Regions from separate parts of the Mus musculus genome. Here region 2 is linked to region 1. A link is a contact called in public Hi-C data. All regions are on one chromosome and are shown on one strand. Each heading gives the region's core, a stretch centred on a gene start, on an enhancer-like site or on the middle of the called end of the contact. The rest is flanking DNA. Distances are from core to core; before and after follow the strand shown. Region 1 overlaps Hpse2 (heparanase 2). Region 2 overlaps Hpse2 (heparanase 2).

Evidence for each region. A called contact is a pair of places that touch in the nucleus more often than the background predicts.
Region 2: a contact with region 1 is called in a Hi-C map of the N1E-115 cell line, with 13 times the contacts expected there. The contact joins two enhancer-like sites. A contact is called at or near these places in 11 of 484 Hi-C or Micro-C datasets (the N1E-115 cell line, cerebral cortex, cortical neurons and 6 more), 4 of 115 datasets of contacts at active chromatin or transcription factors (cardiomyocytes, embryonic stem cells and stem cell-derived neural progenitor cells) and 1 of 9 other capture datasets (embryonic stem cells).

Annotation. Positions count from the first base shown.
Region 1 is chr19:42,901,681-42,907,782 of GRCm38.p6, reverse strand. All of the region lies in intron 9 of Hpse2 (heparanase 2), which reads left to right. Among named protein-coding and RNA genes, the nearest start is that of Hps1, 120 kb to the right of the region's middle. Within about 2 kb of position 3,367, at least 12 of the 459 cell types and tissues checked have an H3K27ac peak or open chromatin away from gene starts, as enhancers often do. A contact at or near this core is called in the N1E-115 cell line, where this site is marked.
Region 2 is chr19:42,792,689-42,798,790 of GRCm38.p6, reverse strand. The region is part of intron 11 of Hpse2 (heparanase 2); the gene reads left to right. Among named protein-coding and RNA genes, the nearest start is that of Hps1, 16 kb to the right of the region's middle. Within about 2 kb of position 3,355, at least 57 of the 459 cell types and tissues checked have an H3K27ac peak or open chromatin away from gene starts, as enhancers often do. A contact at or near this core is called in the N1E-115 cell line, where this site is marked.

The sequences.
Region 1 (6,102 bases), core at 2,118-4,617:
GTCATTTGCTTCAGTTACCTATTTCCACCCAACTTTTTCTTTGCCAACCCCCAAGTCAAGAGGCATAGAACAGGAATAGTGTGGCCCACAAAAATATCATTTTCAAGTCTCAAAATTGAAACCAATTGGCACATTGTTTTTATTCACAGAGCGAGAGTAAGTCTTGAAGTCTGTACGCGAGGCTGAGGTAGAAAGGAGGGGTGAGAGTTTTCTGCTTAGAACTATAGAGATTTAATTTGTGTAAATAAGCCAAAATAATTAGAAAATTATCTCCAAGGTATAAGTATCAAACAAATATAGATCATGTTTTCTATTTGGAATAAATGAAAGGGTTTTTTTGGTTAGTTGGTTGGTTGGTTGGTTTTTGTTTTGTTTTGTTTTTTGTTTTGTTTTGTTTTTGAGAAGCAGGAGTCAGGGAAGAAACAACAATGAATAAATAAATAGTAGAATGTTATTATTCTATTATACATCTAGACTCCTAGATGTGGATACAGGAAGGGCTTTTATTACCATGTGACAGGTAAGGAAAGAGACAACTGATGGTAAGAAGCTAGGTAAGCAGGCGTCACACAGCTTTTTAAGCAAGGCAGAGACTAACAGAAACATTTCATGGCAGGAACTAACTCAGCACGTCCAGAGACGCAGGGTCACATGTGCCAGAGGCTGGAAGGAAGGAGGAGACTGCATAGATGTGAAGTAGGCGGGAGTCAGATGTACTAGAAGTAGTGAGAAAAAATCCCTGGGGAGCTTTGATCATGGAAGTCCTCACGCTTCCTCAATGCACAGCACCGCTTTTATCAGTGAAGGTCACACTTAACAGGTCAAGATTGTTTTCTATGTTTATTTAATTTTATTTGGTGTATCAGCAAAACTCCAGTCCTTCCTTTTTTCTTCTTCCCTTCCTTCATTCAAACCTCATTCACTCATCTTCTTTGCATCCCATTTGCTTACTATAATTCCTGGCCAGATCTCTGCATTGAGCCAGAAGGACAGAGATCCTGTGTATTGTGGCGAGAAATGGAAAATGAGTATGAGATCATTGTAGTTTATCATAACTGCTCTAAATAAAGCCTACCGAGGTAAATATGACTTTATTAACTTTCCTGAAAAAATAGAGAGCTAAAGGAGTGTGGACAATAGCTGTGATGTCAGCTCAGGTTCCTGAGGTCAGAGAAGTCACAGTAGCCAGGACCCCCGGGGTTTTCTAGCTCTGAATCCTACTTTCTCTCTGCTGTGCAGCGCTATTTCCCTAAGTGCTCATGTAGGTGTCTTTGTTATGCCTGAGGCAAATTCTGCCCTTGACTTGGGTCTGGCGATAAACAGGAGCAAAGGAGACAAGCTGGTGCAAGATGGGTGTTGGAAGACTAAACAGGCCTCCTTTCCAGGATAGGACCACCTGGGTATCTTACCACGCATCTGTGTGACTGCCCAGGACCATGGCTTTGGACACTTAAGACACAAACTTTCATGGCTTTATTCTCCCCAAATAGGAGTAACTGCCCGTTACTTTCTTTAAAAGCAGAGCACAGAAATCCTCAGCTGACACCTGATGGCCCCAGAGCTCACATAAGCCTCTAAGATCCCTTAACTGTGTCCAGGGATGCAGCACAAAGGCCCAAGTGAGCGGGGCAGCTGCAGGTCCAGAGACATGAGGCTGTGATAAGGAAAGCATATGTAAAAGCGCTCACAAGGTAGCAAGCTCCTTCTTTATCTCGCCTCATAGCAAATGCTGTACCTTATAAGTAGAAAACTCCACAGCTGCGAGAGTGTCCTAGTGTCCCCTGGAAAGAATTTACAAGACAGGCCAGAATTGCTGACTGGGCCCAAAGATGGGGAATGGAGCTGGACTTGAGGATCATATTGGTCACCATGTCAGACAGCTGTGGAACTGATAGCTAAACAATGCCAGTAACAACCTGTGGGCTTTGTACCATGCTGCTTCTTCAGGAGAGTTTAAGAGATTAGAGCTCTACTTAATTGTACTTGAGTTTCTCCCGGAAAAATATGGTTTTTGTACTCCCATTCATTCAAACCCAACTTAGTATATTTCAGGAAAGAATCTTATTAGCAAATTTTTTCTGCTTTGCTGGTGCTCTTGAGTAAATCCAGAGATGGCAAGCCTCTGGGCCTCAGGGCCCCTCAGGCCACGTCCCACACCACCCTTCCCCCTTGTCTTTAACTTTTCACCTTTCCACTGTCCCGCTCTGGCAGGCCTGTTCCAGTAGTACCTGTCAAAGGTAAGAGACAATAGCAGGATAGGACAGCACTGTGAACATGGTTTCTAGGAGTTAGGGTGAGGGAGAGAAACAGAAGATTTTAGGGCAGGGAAACTATTCTGAATGATACTAAACAGTGGGTTGCTTCTGTGCCAATCCCAAACCACAGAATGGGCACCACAGATAAACCCTACTGTGAAGTGTGGACTTTCCATGTCACTGATGGAAGGTCACCAAGTGTGAAGGCTCCACTCTGACACTGATGATGGTGAGAGCTGATGATAATGGAGGAGGACTTGAGGACAGCACCTAGGGGCATCTCTGTATCTGTGGGTCCGTTTCTGCTGGACCTGAAGTCTTCTCTTTTACAACAAAAGTTCAAAAAGGTGGGGTGAAGAAGGGAAAGGGGGAAGGCGAGGAGCAGAATGAGAATGGTTCTACTCTGCTGTTTTGCTCAGGAAATAACTTTTCAGCCACATCCCTTGTTCCTCTGTAGCTTTCTGCTAGCAAAGTGGCACCTCCTTCTGCCGTGAGCCTGTCTTCCTGAGGAAAAGAGCACATGTTAGTTACGCCATGCCCATGTGTTGTCACAGGCTCCGCCCTTTCCCCTGATGACCTGCCACTGGGAAAGAAGGGACAAGTGAGTCTCCACAGCTAAGCAATCGGTTGTGAGCTCCCTCGGGAGTAGCCGGTGTTTGTGTACATTCAGTGGACAGAGGCCAGACCCACCAGCCCGGGCACTTCTCCTCCAAGAGGGTTTTGGAATTCAGCTTGTTGCTTTTTTTAAGTGTGATTTACAGAGCTTTCAGGGAGAGGAATGGGGAATTACTAGTCAGCATCTTCCTAGCTCCCACGCTAGGACAGCAAAAGGAGTCTTCACACAGATATAATTCAATTTAGAAAAGTGAGCTCGGAGTTCTATCACCATTGTGTGGATATACATATAAATAAGACATGGTCTCCCATCTGCAGAGTTAGTAACCCACTGTGTGTTTGCGAGACTACAGCTCAGTCTTGCTTAGAGACCAGTGTAAAGAGCTCTATCAGGCGTGTAACATGTCCAACCTGGCCATAGTGGGGCAGCTGTGTGCTAGCAGCACTCATCTCTGCTTATTATCCTGATGAGTAACAGCAAATACTTGACAGCCCTGTGCACATCGGTAGAGCACTCTCTGTCTACATTGTTCTGGAGTATAATTGTCAGTCATGGGTTAGAGCACTGCTCAGAATCCTATAATGAAATTAAACCTATGGTTGCAGTCACCATAGCAACATATTCAGAGCCAAACGGTCACTGTTCAGATGTCATTTAGCTTTTGGAATGAAGCTCTGCCTTTTACTATTGCCAGTCTGGCATACTTGGCTAGCCTGTCATTTAATTCTAAGAACACGCTTTTTGTTAAGGAACCCATCTTTCTTTTTCCCCTTTTAAGATGCTGGAGATGGTTACCCCTAGGCACAGCATGGCTTAGATGCAAACACGGGATCCGCTCAGGGTAGCCTTTCTTCAGGAGAAAGACCTCATCACAAACCCACACCCCAGTGCCGCTGGATACACTGAGACTTGAACCACCCAGCCCGGGAGCAGCACAGCCTAGGCCTGAGACAAGATTGGTGGGTCCGAGCTCTACCATTAATGAAGTGTGTCTTTGGGTTCTGGCTTCCCTTTGATTGAGCTGAAGTGAGGATAAACTACCTCACCTGTGAACCTCCACAAGTCATTGTCAGTATACTTTAGAGAATCATTTAAAGCATACAATTTTGATTTTGCATTTACATGAAGTATGGAAAATTATTGGATGGGACTATATCTCAGAGCGAGACAATTGCCCGCACATTTTATTCCTTCTTTGTAGACCTCTTGTTGCTGTAATCAATAATACTGCTTTTTTTTTTAATCTGAAAAAGGAGTTCTTTATTTTTAACGATTGTGGCTGAATTAAAGTCTGCCTTTAAAATATCCAAGTTAATATCAATCCCCACCTCTGTATGTTCCATTTACTCCCGGGGACTTATCACACTCGTCATATCACATATCACATATCACACTCGTCATATTGCTGAACGCTGTGCTGGAGGCAGCACAGTCTGACTTTAAGAAGCTGGCACCACAGATACAAACAGATGTTAAATAGATTAAAAGGGACCATGGCAAAAGCCATTTTAAAGGATAGGAAAGAAAACAAAAGTCTGACTGATGGAGGCAGCAAGGATACCCAGGAAGGGTTTTGGGAGATCCTCAGCAAGTGGCCCGTTTGGGCTGGGGGAAGAGCATCCAAACACAAGCAGTAACATATACAGAAGCACTCGATTTCCAGTGAGTCATGGTAGATGGATTATGAATAATTATCACCAGCAAGTTTTTCCCATTGCTGTCCCATGGCCACACAGGGTGTGTGAAATTGAAGAACTCAAAAGCTAAGAACCTGGGGGTGGTGTGGCAGGGGAGGAGCAAACCCAGACACACTAGCCTATGACCTGTTTCTTAGTGTGACCTTTCTTCTCTCTCTTTTCTTTCCCGTGGGATCCATCAGGAACATGAAAGAATCCAAGTGTACCTGTTTAGGGATAGCTGTGATGTGAAATTCAATCCTGTCATTAGGGGCCCTAACAAAGACTTTTCCATGTGTAGCCTTCTTTGTGGGAGCCTACTGCTGCTGAGAGAAGGGCAGCCTTGGCTGTGGGATCAATCGCTGGAACCCAGGCTGCCTCCGTCCATGGCCAGAGCACTGGGCTGCATGCCCAGTGAACAGGACTCGCTTCTTTTCTCCTCTGTGTCTCTTAGCCCAGGCTTTGAGCTCAGAGCCTTGTCTGACCAGGCAGGCCGCACTTAGCCATTGATGCCTTTGCAAAAAGCTTCTCTGATTATTATTCTGCCTTCCCTCATCTTTTTTCTATTTATCGACTTGAGCAATATGCACAGTATGTCAACAACACACACTAGTGTTTGTAACAGCTCACCCCTCTGGGATGTACAAACAGCTCTGAGTGTGGAGCAGATGAGGCTCAAATGCAGCACTGTGATTTTCTAGTCACATGAGCCTGTCAATGGCTTTTGTTTATGAAGTGACTTTGTAAGATATAAAAGTGAAAGCCACAATAATAATTCTTAACAATAACACGAACATAACTGAGAATCTTTGAATATTTGTATAGATCTATGGAAATGGATTCAAGTAATGATGGATAAAATATGAAATGTAAATTTTTAAAAATTAAATTGCCAGAAAACTAAATGAAGAAAAAGGAAAGCTGCAGTTCCTGAATTTGAGAAGAATTGACTGCAGATAGCTAAAGATAGCAAACTAAATATTCTATATTTTCCCTCCTGCAAAGATGCTGCCTAACTTTCCCAGTGAAAGCAATCAAGGCCTTGACAGGGCTTCAGTGCTGAATCTAACACCTTCATGTAGTGTTTATGCATGGCCCAGTAAAACCTGGAAACCATAAGATGTCACATCAAAGTGCTAATGGTGGCATATTATGTAAATCACTGAGTAGCAAGAATTGAGAATCTCACTCTGCCATCGGCCATTTATATTGTCCCAGATTGCAATACTGGAGATCACAGCTCCTGTAGACTGTGTAGCAACCTAAGTAAATCAGAGAGAAGTGACCGCGGCATCACTGTGTCTGAGCTCAGGACATGCTGTGCTCCTGGGAAACAGCCTGCATGTGAAGATGAGCAAGGTCGGCTCAGGACAGAGAAGAGCCAGATCTTGCCTAAGCTGCTCAGCTTACCCAGACCAGAAAGAGAGAGGAAACAAAGAAAGATATAGAGGGGGTGGGGGAAGGGATAAATACCCTTTAGAGGGTTAGAAGGCTTTCTGGTGAGTGTCACAGACAGACAAACTTAAGGTTATTTCACCAAAGACACTGCTGTATT
Region 2 (6,102 bases), core at 2,106-4,605, 110 kb after region 1:
TTGTCACTATGGAGCTGGTGTCACAACCCAGGACTTAGGAGGAACTAAGGGATGTGAAGGAGCAGGGCTGTCCAAAGGGACAATGTGTTCAGCTCTCTCTTCTCCGTGTGAGGTCGTTGCTAAGGCTTCCTCTGCCTGGGTGCACCACACACACACACACACACACACACACACACACACACACACACACGCGCGCGCGCGCCCCGTGTGTTAAGTACTTATCCACAACTTCCCTGGTACTAAGAGCTCACTCACCACACAGTGTACATGTGTGGGGCAGCTTTGGTTGAAAGGGCAGAAATGTCCACTAAAGTTTATTCACCAAAATATTTCCTTTTAGAAGAATTCATGTATCCTGGGTTAAAAACCATGGCCTCCTTTCATGGCATTGCAAAAGAGTCAAGAAGGCACCTTTTATCCAAAGTAAACTCAGACGGTGACAGCCAGAGGGTTACTTGATTCCCCTCACCCCAGCTGCAAATGTCTCCATCCCTTCTCACCCTGGTGCTGCTTCACCCTGGCTGCACTTTGAACAGCTATTGGCTTTCAAACCCCAGTGCCCACACCACACCCCAGAGCAATTAACCCAAATCTCTGGGCTGAAGCAATTCTTAAAGCTCCCTAGGTGATTCAAATATGTGACCAAAGTTGGGAAGGATTGGCCTTCCATAAACCCTGGAACACGGGTCCCAGATGATTCACATCTTTGATTTCCCCATCCAGGCACCAGGCCATTTTGCCAAAGGTGTGAACGTGCCCTAAGCCTGTGGGAATTCTCATGCCTGAGTAAAAGGCTGAGAGCTGGCCTCTCAAAGCTTTATTGTTTGCTTTGTTTTAAATCCCAGATTAGTAATGTGCAGATTATAGGATTATGAAATGATTTTTCTATTTTACAGTGACTTGACATCTTAAACCAAGATGTTTGCGGATCCACGGTTTTCACTGTTGCTTTCTGAGAGCCTCCCGTTTGTTCTTAGCTCCAGAGTGTACTTCCTTCCAGCTCACTTTCAACAGCTGCAGACTTTCTGCATAGCTGCCCATCATGGCTCGGGCCTGTCCCCTCACACTGACGTGGCAGGGATTTCTGTCCTTCCCGTAGGATGGTTTTTTCATGGTGTGGCCAACATGGCCCTGAATGGCTGGCTCGAAAACTAAGGGCAGGAAAGCTAAGTATGTAGGTGGTTCATGATAGACTGAGAAGAGCCAGCCCTCGTCTTCTTTGTGGTTTGGTGATGTAAATGTGTCACCTTTAGGAGGTGACAAGTTCTACTCCTGTTCATTCCTGCTGATGGGCTTGAGTCCTGAACCCATGTTTCTTGGAGTCAAGAGGTGGTCTATTCCACCTACAGAGCCTACAGCACAAACCTGTCTCCTGGCTGCCAAACACCAGCAACCACTGAAGACCACACCTTCCATGCTTCTGTTTACCTGAATGGCTGAGAGTTATGGCACATATTGCCCTTTGACATCTATAGAACATCTTATTCTTTTTCCTCAGAAGGTCATACAGAGTGCTGATGTGATACACAGAGCACTGTCAAAAGCCAATAAAATGGAGATATTTCTCTACTTGCTTTAATGGATTTCAAGAAGTATCCAGGGAGCCATGACCATAAAGTCATCAGCCTACTTCAAGTGTGGCTTATAGATTAACTTATACTTATATTTGGAAAAACTCTCCACACTACTTGCACTCTGCCATACAGGGAATTTTCTTGCCCCACACTGCCTCTACCTGCTTCACACAAGTAGGGCTGGGGAAAGATGCCTCGGTCTCCACAACGGATGCATTACCTCTGAGACAGAAAGGACTCTAAGAACAACACAGGAGCCTGGAAGCCGGAGGAAAGGAGAGAGCTCTGGCTTGGGATCTGGAAAAGTCTAAAGCCACTATGTTTACCCAGAAAGCCATGCTTCGAGGAAAGGCTTGTAGTATGGGAGGCCATTTGAGGCTGCAAGATAAGCTTACAGAGGTTTGGAAGTACACAAGTTCAAGGCTCATTTTGCCCTGGAGGTGGCAAATCTCACAAAGGACTAGAATATGGGACGCCTGTGGGGTGAGGAGAAAGGCCACAAAGATACACTAGCACTAGACCACAGAAACTGTTGAAATCCGGGCTAAATTTGATTTTCCTTCGATTTGTGTTTTTCTATATAATGTGTTTATTACAGTGTGTTTGGCCACACATTTGCATGCTCTAGTGACTTTTTTGGCTTGGTGGGCAAAGCCTAAGTCTGTTGTAATTAACTTTACATCACAGCGAACCATGCAGATATGAGTAATTCCCCTTAATTACCACTTGGTGACTGTGGCAACTGCTCTTTACAATGAGAATAAGACACAGTTAGCTGTGGAGTCATGGCGCTGTAGTTTCTGTTTCTGGTTTCAATTGTGTCCTGTGGTTTGAGTGTGATATGCCTATGACATGGAGCTTTGAGATGGTTGCAGGATTAAATTTTCTTTTAAAACTGCCCCCCAGATGAGTCTCTCACCAGGTGGAAGTCAGCAATATCAGTAAAAATCTAGGTTCCTTAGCTGGGTGCTCATCTTGTCTGCCATGTGTGCTAAGTTATTTTAAGGCATTGGATGCACATGGTGGAATCCGGTTGTGCAGATTTAGATGGGACACCATTCAAATCATGCCCCCCCCAATCTGCTACATACAGAAAAAGTCCATCTATATCCCTGGCACTGAACCTGTGAGCTTCCCCTGTGCCACGTGAAACAGTGCTAGTAGGCATTTGGAAAAGCTAGATCAAAGCCGTTCAGACCCTCGGTGTGCCCTTCATGGGCAGGATGCAGAGTTGGATGAGCTTCAAGCAGTAAAGCTTCACCCCAGAGGATTGAGGGGAACGGGACGGGACGTTTTCTTCCCAGTCTTTCCTGTCTCTTCTGGTCTCCTCTCTGTAGCAGCCCAGCCAGTCCCGTTCCTGAACTGCTGTGGGAGGAAAAAGCCAGACAGCTAAGTACGAACTACTGAGGATGAAGAAAGGAAGGGAGCCTAGGGAAGGAAGCGTTAGGTCGCAATTGAAAAAAAGATCATTGAGAAATAGGAGCGCTCCGAGGGGATCCAGAGCCTTGCCTGAATCAAAAGAATCATAAGAAAACTCATGAAGCCTTGGCCACCATCACCGATGCATCGGCATTACTCAGGGCCATGTGAAAGGAATTTCCTTTCCTCTGCCTCTCCTAGAGCAGAAGGGACGCAAACCCACGGTCCTGAAACCTGGCTGGGCCCCTCCGACTCTAACCTGGGCCTGACCTGGAGGAGGGCAGGGCAGCTGCACACACCAGTTTCCCAGCCCAGCTCAGGAAGCTGCACTAACAGGTGCGGCCGGGGGCGGCGGGGGACCCAGAACCCGGGAGAGCCTGGCGCCGGGGCCAGCGACTCCGCACCTGCGGCGGGATCCCCCTAGGCAATCCGGCTGGGAAGCTCTCACCGCCCAGGAACTGCATCCCTGCTTCGCGCTCTTCCTTAAAATTGGGCCCCACTCCAGACGGAGCCCCTGCCAAGGGGGCCACAGTGCAGTTTGGGTTTGGGTTTGATTGATACTAAGATTTGTTTCTTTGACACACTAAGCGCTAGGTACACCTCCCGGCCTTGGGGAGATGGGGTGAGGACAGCAGGGACTAGAGGACTAGTTCGGCTTCCTGGGAGCAACCCTGCAGTCTGACGCTCCCCTCGCTGTTGTATAGAACAAGAGTGCCCCCTAGTGGCCGAAAATTAGCGTCGGGCTAGGAGAGAGCAACTGTGCACATTAACACATAAAATTCTTATTTGTTCTGTCTCCTGACCCTACTCCTCTCTTGCTGTCAGTCGCATTATTTACAATCTAGAAGCCTACGGGAAGTGACCGGAAACCTATCTAGACCGACACGTTTAATGTCTGAAATCTAGACAGAATTCAGCTTCTGGACTTGCGGTCTGTTGTCCCCCCTTCTCAATTGTAGTTCTGACTTTAATGTTTCTTGTAATATAAGCTGTATCAGATGTGGATAGATAAGAGAATAAAGAACGTGATGGTCATCAGCCCTCCTATCAGGGGTGAGGACAAGCAGACAGAATTTTACAATCCAAGTCCAGGCCCAAGAAGTGCAAGGAATTATGGGACACTTTCGAGGGGCACTTGTACATGATATAAAGAACAAGCAAGACCATCAAGAAAAGAGTCAGGGGCTGGAGAGAGAATTCAGCAGTTAAGAACAGGTTCTGTTCTTGCAGAGGACCCAGTTTGATTCCCAGCACGCACGCTGAGTAGTTTCCAATCTCCTGTAGCCCTGGCTCCGGGGACTCCAATGCCCTCTTCTGGCCTCCATAGGGGCTGCATTAGTGTGTAAATATCACCCCCTCCATGCACGCAAAAATTGAAAATCAGTCTTTAAAGAAGACACAGCAGCATGTGGAGGAAGTTCCAGACAATGGAAACAGCAAAGACAGAAGAGCCCTGAGATTAGAAAAACTAACCAGAGAAGTTGCAGCACAGGGCGAAGGAAGTGGTAGACAGGGACTAGAAAGGGCGGAAGTTAGAATGAGCCTCTAAGGAGCTGGAGGTGTTGATAAAAGGGCGGGCTTCGGGGAATGCAGATGATGTTCTAGAAGCCAGTGAACGTTTAGACAGGTGAATGGCACGCTCAGATTTCTGTTTGTTCAGGATCATTCTAAATTAAATAGTGAACTTTGCCTTAGGCTAGCTGTTAGGTCTGGGCAGCCTGGCTGACAAACAGGACAAAGGAGACCTCAGGTTCATCCGATCTATCTGTTACTCCATCCTCTGGAGAAACCTAAACTCAGTGTCTAAGGTAGATCTGAGGTCTTTTTCATCTTCCCTTCAAGGCCCCCCAAAATGCCAGTCAAAACCAGACACCAGCTCCGGAGTGTGCTTCTGTTAAAAACAACCCCATAAAAGCATGCGCAGACACAGAGAGAGACAAGGTTGCAAAAGGATACGGTCGTTAGACGTTCTATCCTGGGACCTAAGAAGAGTCAGACCCCTACTTAGACGCTCATGACTACTGAGAACCATAAGACGTGAGGAGCAGACATTGCAGGCAAGCAATGGGGGTGGAGTGGCCGGGCCACGATGCTCCCACGAAGAACTGGAGGGTCAGAGGGCTTGACTCTGAATTGACACATAGAATCCCATTTCAATTAACACATAAAACTGAGAAAACAGGTTTAGAAATTGGAAAGTAACTCAAACTCTGTAAAAACAAAAGGCAATAAAACACAGTTGTCCCAATATTTGGATAGTTTAGATACCCTCGGCAATTCACGGAAACTGGGAATCTAAGAGAGATAGCTCAGCTTTGGCTGGGCCACTTAGTGTTCTGTTGAAAAGTCATGACCCATGGAGGAAGATGGTGATAAAGACAGGATGATAAGAACGGCAAAGAAAGAAATGAGATCTGGCGAGCACCACCCGAAACTCAGGCAGACAACATGAAATAGGAGGAGGCAGTCAGCGACAGCCCTGGCTTACCTGCTTATTAGTTCTGTGACCCTGCCGATGCCACTTAACCTCTCTGACCAGGTCTCAGTGTGCTGTTACAAAAATAACAAAGTTTTCATATTGCACGGGGGCTTTAGCCCTGTCACGAAGGGAATCCCTGCACGTACCAGGCCTGCCTCTTCCTGGCTCTGTGACTCAGATAAGTTTTAGGCCCTCTAGACTTTGTTCATGTGGAACACAAGGCTGCTGCATGCCTGGATTGAATGAGCCCAGGCAAAGCAAATCCAAGAATCCTGCCTTTCACACCAAAGTGTTTCACAATCCATGACCCTTTCTTTCAGCACTGATTGGATTGCAAACGTGCCGATTCCTCTCTGTATACAGCTGAAGGACGGTGTTGCCTTTAGCATGATGTGATTTCACTGGGTGATAAATATTAAAAACAAACAAACAAACATAAGCAGAGAGAAGAGGACAAAAGCGGTGCTAAAGCACATTGTCCCTCTCTTAACAGAGGAAAAGGATAAAGACTGTGAGGACTCAAGGTCTCAAACAGCCTCGCCCACAAAGCCAGGAGACCTCCATACAGATCTCTACTCTTCATTTTTCTTTCTTCTTTTCTTTTCTTTTCTTTTCTTTTCTTTTCTTTTC